Regions from separate parts of the Sus scrofa genome. Here region 1 is linked to region 2. Evidence: chromatin contacts called from public HiChIP or PLAC-seq data. All regions are on one chromosome and are shown on one strand. Each heading gives the region's core, a stretch centred on a gene start, on an enhancer-like site or on the middle of the called end of the contact. The rest is flanking DNA. Distances are from core to core; before and after follow the strand shown. Region 1 holds the start of MFSD10 (major facilitator superfamily domain-containing protein 10). Region 2 holds the start of HAUS3 (HAUS augmin-like complex subunit 3).

What was found. HiChIP or PLAC-seq counts read pairs in DNA pulled down with a chosen protein or histone mark.
Region 1: an H3K27ac HiChIP or PLAC-seq map of alveolar macrophages shows a contact between it and region 2. The contact joins the promoter of MFSD10 here to the promoter of HAUS3 in region 2. A contact is called at or near these places in 1 of 5 promoter capture datasets (fetal liver) and 1 of 2 datasets of contacts at active chromatin or transcription factors (alveolar macrophages).

Annotation. Positions count from the first base shown.
Region 1 is chr8:1,713,068-1,716,866 of Sscrofa11.1, reverse strand. It overlaps MFSD10 (major facilitator superfamily domain-containing protein 10), which reads left to right and starts at 1,852. Exons shown (of 13, transcript XM_003356833.5): 1 at 1,852-1,939; 2 at 2,393-2,623; 3 at 2,722-2,818; 4 at 3,056-3,159; 5 at 3,458-3,616; 6 at 3,700-3,799. The coding sequence starts at 2,450.
Region 2 is chr8:1,196,624-1,200,307 of Sscrofa11.1, reverse strand. It overlaps HAUS3 (HAUS augmin-like complex subunit 3), which reads left to right and starts at 1,791. Exons shown (of 6, transcript XM_021100924.1): 1 at 1,791-1,928; 2 at 2,527-2,585; 3 at 3,222-3,684. The coding sequence starts at 3,363. It overlaps POLN (DNA polymerase nu), which reads left to right and starts at 1,770. Exons shown (of 26, transcript XM_021100921.1): 1 at 1,770-1,868; 2 at 2,527-2,585.

The DNA of each region.
Region 1 (3,799 bases), core at 603-3,102, 520 kb before region 2:
GCCAGATGAAATGGGAAGACGCAGGGCCTGTGGTCGAGGCTGCAACTTGTTAGTTAACAAAGGGCTGTCTTTTCCCACTGCACTAACGGGAGTGCGGTTGGCAAGGCCCCGGGAGCCCACTGCCTACCCTTGCGGCCCCAGGCCGTGGCCTGCACAGCCACCCCAGAATGCTGCTCCCCTGAGCGGGTGAGGGGGACAGGCCCCCACTCCCAAGCCCTGCCCCAGTCTCCTAGAGCCAAGGCACTGAGTCCTCATTCCTTAGGTGACAAAGAGGACACATGGTTGAGGCAGCCATGCAAAGTGGCCCAAGAAGTCCGTCGCACTGCAGTGACCATGGGGACAGTAGCCAGACGGGACACATGGGAGGCGGGGAAGAGGATAGTCGATCCTGGCTCCCAGCAGGGAGGTTGCTGGGAGAACCCCAGTTAGATTTAAGGTGCACCGGGCGGTGCTGGCGCTCGGACTGCAGAGGACGGGGCCAGAGCAGCTCCTGGTGCTGGCCAGGCTCCTGCCAGGATTGCCTTGGATGTGACAGGGACAGGTGAAGAGGCCACGGTGGGCGAGGTGTTGGCATCTGCCACCTCCTGGGGTGTTCACGAGTAGGTGTTTGCCAAGTGCGGTGTGGCTCCACAGTTCTGCAAGGCCTGGCAGGCCTGGCTGCTGTTCCAGCCTCAGGTTGGGTCCACCTGTTCGAGTCAAGCAGCTGTTTCTGTTAACTCGCCGAGCTGCTGGCACTTGGGCAAGACTTGCTAGTGAGTTCTAAGGACAGTGTGCCAGCGACAGGCTGCCAAGCTTGAAAAGCTCTAGCTTTCTGCCTCATGTATCAACCTGAGAACGCCCACCTCTGTCCACCCTGGCCCCTCCCCACCCCACTCGACTTAATTCTTGGAAATGTCAACAAGGCCGTCCCAGCCCCGCCACCTCCTTGCGGGCCGGGGGAAGGGGAGGGCGGGGTTAGCTCGGGGGCTGTGAAACCGGCGGGGACCACCTGGCCGGGAGAGGTGGGGGCTGTTGCCAGTGTCGCATCCTCCTCCTCTGGAGCTCTGCCCTTCCCGGCCACCTGAGAGAAGTGGCCGCTTCGGTCCACTGCCCTGCGCAGGCTTCTAAAGGGGAGCGCAGCTCGACTGGAAGAGGTGGACGTCCCGAGCCTGGGTGAAGGCGCGTGTCCTCGGGGAAAGAGCTATAGCCGGTGCTCTTTTTGGTCGTTGGAGCAGCAATGGCGTGTGAGGCAGAAGCGTGGAAATTGGGGTGAGCGCCGCTCGACCTGGCAGGGACTGTGGGCCTTTGGCTGCACCAGAGAAGCTGAACCTCCAGTGCCCAGAACTCTTCCTGGTGTGGCCACAGAATCTTTTAAGATACGGGAGGGAAGCAGGACGGTGGGTGCAGGCCGGGTCCAGCAGCCCGGAGTTCCTCCAGCTGCGGGGGCCGGGGGCCAGGCCCGAGTGCGCCCGGGAGCGGGGGTCGGGGGGAGCCCCTGCCCTTCCGGGAGACCCCAAGGCAGGCGGGTCGCGGGACAGCCCCGACCGCGCCCTCTCCTCGCCAGCTCGTCCAGGGTCTCAACCATGCGCGGCACGAGTGCGCGCGAGGCCTCTAGCCCAAGTGGACGGTGCGTCGAGGGTCTGGCCGGGCCGGACCCCGCCTTCCGGACGGGGCGACCAAAGCCTCGGGATCCTCGGCGGGCGAGGCTCCTCGGGCGCAGTCTGGGGGCAGATGGAACCGAGGCCTAGCGAGCGCCTCCGCTCGGACCCCTCCCCGCCGGGACACAGCCGCCCCCCTCGCGCAGGGCCTGAAGCAGCGCGGCCTCGCCCGGCGGCTGGAACGGGAAGCGCAGCGGCGGCCACTTCCCGGAGTAGCCACGCCCACTTCCGGCGGTGGGCGCGCTCCTGCCGTCCACTCCACTTCCGTCAGTCCGTCCGTCCTGAGCGCGCGGCCGGCGCAGGTGCGGGGCGGGGGCGCGGCGGCGCGGTCCCGGCGGGCGGGGGTTGTGTTCTCCCGCGCGCGAGGGCGCTCCCGTGCCCGCCCGGGCCTGTTTCCCTGGCCGCTCCTGCCGGGAACGTGGGGCGGCATCAGGAGCTGGGAGGTGTCCCTGGCCTCGATGCCCCTGCCCAGGCCCCTGGGACGGTTGGTCTCCGGGGCTGCGGTTTCCTTGCGCAACCCCCGCAGCCTGCGTTTCCTGCTGCCCAGGGTCCGGGCAGGGCGCAGCGAGGGACCCTTGTGCTGGGTAGCCGGGCAGGCAGTCCCTTTCGGTGCGCACTGGTTGTTAGTGGGCCGGTGGCGCGGCAGGAGCTAGGGGCTCATTTTCCCCGCCCCGCCCCGCCCCGCCCACCCACGGTAGGTGAGCATCCGGGCAAAAGGACCCAGACGCGCCCTCCTGAAACCCGCGCTCTTGCAGAACTGCTTCTCGCTCAGCCAGGCGGGATAGCCAGGCCGAATCGGAGCGGCTCCCATCATGGGCTGGGGAGCCGGCGGGAGCTGCACCCCGCGCCCACCCATCCGCCCGCAGCCGGCGCCCGAAACCCGTGTGATCACCGTGGTCTTCCTGGGCCTCCTGCTGGACCTCCTGGCCTTTACTCTGCTGCTGCCCCTGTTGCCCGGGCTGCTCGAGAGCCATGCCCGTGCCCACGTGAGCCACCTCCCCTCCCCGCCCAACCCGACCCTTCACTCCCATTGCTCCAAGCCCCTCAGAGACTCCCCAGCGGGTCCCACATCTTTGTCCCCCAGGACTCCCTCTATGACTCGTGGCAGCGAGGGGTGGACTGGTTTGCGGCGGCCATTGGGATGCCAGCAGAGAAGAGGTACAACAGCGTCCTGTTCGGAGGTAAGGTGCTGCCGCTGGGCGGGGCCTCCCCGGCCCGACTTCCTGGCCGGTCCCCTCCTCAGTCCCCGAGTCGCAGGTCCTAGTCCTCCCCTGTGCATTGTCTGCTCCCTCTCTGCGTGTCCACTTGCCACTGGGGCCATCTCCACTCAAGTCTTGGGACCTGGGATTGCAGGGCCAGACACGATCAGACCCTTGGGGATGGGGCAACGTGGTGACTGTGACCTCTGTCTCTTGCAGGTCTGATCGGCTCGGTTTTCTCCCTCCTGCAGTTCCTGTCGGCACCACTCACAGGGGCCGTCTCTGACCGCCTGGGGAGGCGCCCAGTGATGCTGCTGTCCCTGGTACGGTTGCCCACGGATGGAGCCTCCTCCCACTGGCCCAGCAGCCGTGCGGGGAGACGCTGTGAACCCGTCATGGGGCCTCGTTGGCCCTCGTGGCCCCCGGGGTGGTGTTTGAGGGATGTCAGACCCTGTGGCTAAGCCAGGCTGTCCCAGAGCTGCTCCTGCCATGGGGACACTGGGGACACAGTTGCTCCAGAGCAGGGCAGGGTCCAGGGGTGTTGCTCGGGCTTGCCAGCCCACTGTGGGCCCTGCTGGCCTCCGGTGACCGTCCCTGCCCTTGGCCCCTGCCCTGAGGCAGGCAGGTCTGGCCTCTTCCTACGCCGTGTGGGCGGCCTCGAGGAGCTTTGCGGCCTTCCTGGCCTCCAGGGTGATCGGCGGCATCAGCAAGGGGAACGTCAGCCTCTCCACCGCCATCGTCGCAGACCTGGGCTCGCCTCCCGCCCGCAGCAGGGGCATGGTGAGTGCACCCGCTGGGGGCTGCGGGACGGCAGGGCTCCTGGAGCCTGGGTCTCCCTGTGGCTCAGGCAGCCTTCTCCCCAGGCAGTCATCGGGGTGGCCTTCTCTCTGGGCTTCACGCTGGGCCCCATGCTTGGGGCCTCCCTGCCTGTGGAGATGGCACCCTGGCTGGCCCTGCTCTTCG
Region 2 (3,684 bases), core at 542-3,041:
GGTCTGTCTATACAGCAGCCCTGTTCTTTCTGGCATCTTTACTCCGTCTCTTCCGAGTTGCTCCTCACAGTCTATAAATATCCTCAAGTTCCTCCCATCTTAAAACAAAAAAGCCCTCCCCACAGCTCTGCCTTCCCACCCCCTCATCTCCTGTTGTCCTGCTGCTCTCTCGCTCTCTCTCCCTCAATCTTTGCCTCCTCAGCAGAATTTCTTGAAGGCGCTGCCTACACAGCATCCACTTCCTCTCCATAAGCCGGCTCAGCTCCTCTGCTGGCGGCACATCCCCCTCCCCCGCCCCCATCAGTGGTGCCCAGGCTGGGCAAGGGAGTCTTCCCCGCCCAGGGGCTGCAACCTACCCGCCCAGCTTGCCTTGCCAATAGGACCATCTCCTCCCGCGTCCAGGCCCCTGGGGTCAGCCCAGGCACTGCTCTCTGAATTTTTCCTTTTGTGATGTTTGTTTTTCCAATCATTTTAGGCTTTAGTGTCTTGTTGAAGAGGCTTAGAAAAGTTAAACAAATGAAGAATAGGAAGATGAAGAATAGGAAGTACGTTCAAGATTAATGCATGACATCTGCCCCATAACTTTATCCTTTCCTTAAAAATAGTAAGGCGTTCCCTTGTGGCTCAGTGGGTTAAGAACCTGACTAGTATCCATGAGGATGGTGTTCAAACCCTGGCCTCGCTTAGTCAGTTAAGGATCCCACCTTGCGGTGAGCTGAAGCAGATCAGGCATTGCTGTGGCTGTGATGTAGGCTGGCAGCCGCAGCTCCCATTCAACCTCTAGCCTAGGAACTTCCATATGCCGCAGGTGCGGCCCTAAAGCCCTAAAAAACCAAAACAAAACACTAAGAAAAGTCATCCAGAGAGACTTCTGCCCTTCCAACATCACACCAGACCACACCAGACCCTGCCGTTATCTAATTAGCTACCTTAGGGTCATTTGATGCTGGGCGTGTGGGCACACGGACTGCAGAGAGGGCTAGGGCCCCAACCTTGCACATTTAGATGTTAATTTGTAGAAGACTGGGAAGTCAAAATGATTTTGGCCTGGTACAGATGCAAATGAATTCTGTCCAACACAAATGATAACCTCAAACGTCTGATTTCATTGGCCTGTAGGGCGGGCCGTCAACCAGATTTACCTCAAACTTGGCAATCTTATTTAAGAAGCACTGCTACTTTCACCGACTGCAGCATCTTCTGCTTGGAAAAAGTGATCCATCGTAAACAGAACGGCTCTGTTTATATGAGCTATAATTTCAACTTTTAAAAGTCAGATTTTGAAAATGAGATTGTCAGGTGAGAGTTCGGGAACGGAGTACTCTTGCAAAGTAGCATTCATCTTTCAAGACTGAAGCGAGTGGGTCTGCTCCGCGAGCTTGTCCACGCCTACTCCGGAGGGGAGGGCGGCCCAGGGGCCTGGGAGGACCGGAAGCAACGGCCACCCAGCCTGGGCTGCCCGGTCACGCGGCGGGCGGGGGGCAGGGCGTGCGCGCTCCCGACCCAGCGAGGGGGACCCTGAGAGCCCTCCACAGAGAGCGAGGACCCAGGGCGGGCTGCATGCAGGCGCACAGCCCCGCGAGACCCGACCGCTCCGCGAGGCTACCCCCAGACCCCTCCTCAACCCGACGCGCGTCCTGGTCCCGCCCCTGCGGCGGGAAGCCAATCAGCTCGCTTCCTGCTGGCAGGCGTCAGGACGGGGCCCGCCCCCCCAGGCCCCGCCTCTTCCGCCACTGCGCCTGCGCAGACCGCCTCCGGCGGCCCAGCCTCCCCTTCCGGCGCGCGCGCGCGCGGGCGGGAGCCGCGCTCCCGTGAGGCAGTGCGAGGCGCGGGGAGACTGGCAGTTGAAGCGAGCAGAGCCTCCTGAGGCGAGCGGCCCGGGCCTCGCGGTGCTCGCGAGCGGGCGGGGGGCTGTGGGAGCAGCGCCGGTCAGTGGTCTGCCTCTTCTGGGAGCCCCTGGGGACGTTTTTCAGGCGCGCGAGTGTGTGCCCGCGCGGTGTAGTCGCGGTCCTCAGGGCGAGCGGCCGCGTCCGGGGCGGAGTGAGGGGCGGAGGGCGCGGCGGGAGACTGGGGGCTCCGGGGCTGGCTGGGGGCGCCGGCAGGGGGGCCGGGGGCCCGGCGGGGCTCCCGGGGGGGGGCTCTAGCGGGCGGGGGACGCCGGGGCGGGGGGCGCGGCCTGGGGTCCGGCCTGGCCCCGAGGCGCTGCTGGGACGCCCCAGCCGGCCCGTCACCCGCTGGGGTTCGTGCAGTTTGTCTTCGAGGCCGACTCTGAGGTTTGAGGACGGTTGTTTTCTCGGCACGCGTGCAGGTCGTCGCTGAACCACACAGGGTCACAGAGGGCCGCAGAGGAGTCAGTGCGACCCTCGTCTGTACCTCATGTACCTCGTGTCCCGTCACTCAGTCCGACTCCGGGACTTTCCCCTTGTTGAAAGTAACATGCCTGGAATACCGTTACTTGATGACTGCTCGGTCCTTTGGTGCGTCTCAAGCCGGAGTGGTTCTTAAACCTGATTTTCTCTGCACCAGGTCGATTGTGTCTGGACTTGGGTTCTGTCTCGAAGGTGGATGCTGATTGAGTCATTGAGGTAAATATTTAGCTGACTCTCAAAAATCCTATGTTTATTTACATTTTCTCAAGAAGGACAGAGAAAAGAGGCTCCTTTGCTGCATGATGGCTTGGACATGTTTAGATTCGTTTATTTTAAATTAAAAACTGAACCCTTACACTATAAAATATAGCGGGGGTTTTTTTGTTTGTTTTTTAGGGCCACTCCAGCGGCATGTAGAAGGACGTTCCCAGGCTAAGGGTGGAATCACAGCTGCAGCTGCCGGCCTAGGCCACAGCCACACCAGGTCCAAGCCATGTCTGCGACCTACACCACAGCTCACAATGCTGGATCCTTAACCCGTTGAGTGAGGCCAGGGGACGAACCCGTATCTTCATGGCTACTAGTTGGGTTCTTAACCTGCTGAGCCCAAATGGGAAGTTTAATGTATTTTAAACCATGTTATCTTTGGAAAAAAATTATGGTTAATTAAGTTTTCCTTACTGTTGTAGTGTTCTAAGTAATATTCTCATTGTTTCTCTTTATCAGGTTTTTCTGCTACAACTATCTGTGGGATAGATGGTTCCCAAATACCTTGTGATATTTATCTGTATCATTCTTTTAAAGATATAGTTGCCTTATTTGGGTCTAATACTTGTTTTTTTTTCCCTCTAGGAGGAATTATTATAGATTCTAAAAATACTTTTCTCCCTTCCCTGTGGACTTAACATTAGTTTTGTATGTATTTGGATTTATTTTATGAATATCAATACCATAAAGCCTTATCACTTATAAAAGAAATTGGGTAGTTAAACCATGAGTTGTGGAAAAGAGTTTGTGGAAACATTAAAAAAAATAGATTACCCCAAAGCTGATATTCTTAATGGGGAAGATTTTGACTGGTTGTTTGAGACTGCTGAAAATGAATCATTTTTGAAGTGGTTTTGTGGGAATGTGAGTGAACAGAATGTGTTGTCTGAAGAGGAACTGGAAGCTTTTAACATTCTTCAAAAATCAGGCAAGCCCATCCTAGAAGGAGCAGCATTGGATGAAGTTCTTAAAACCTGTAAAGCTTCTGATTTGAAGACACCTACCCTGAATGACAAAGAGCTAGAGAAATTAGAGAATGAGGTTCAAA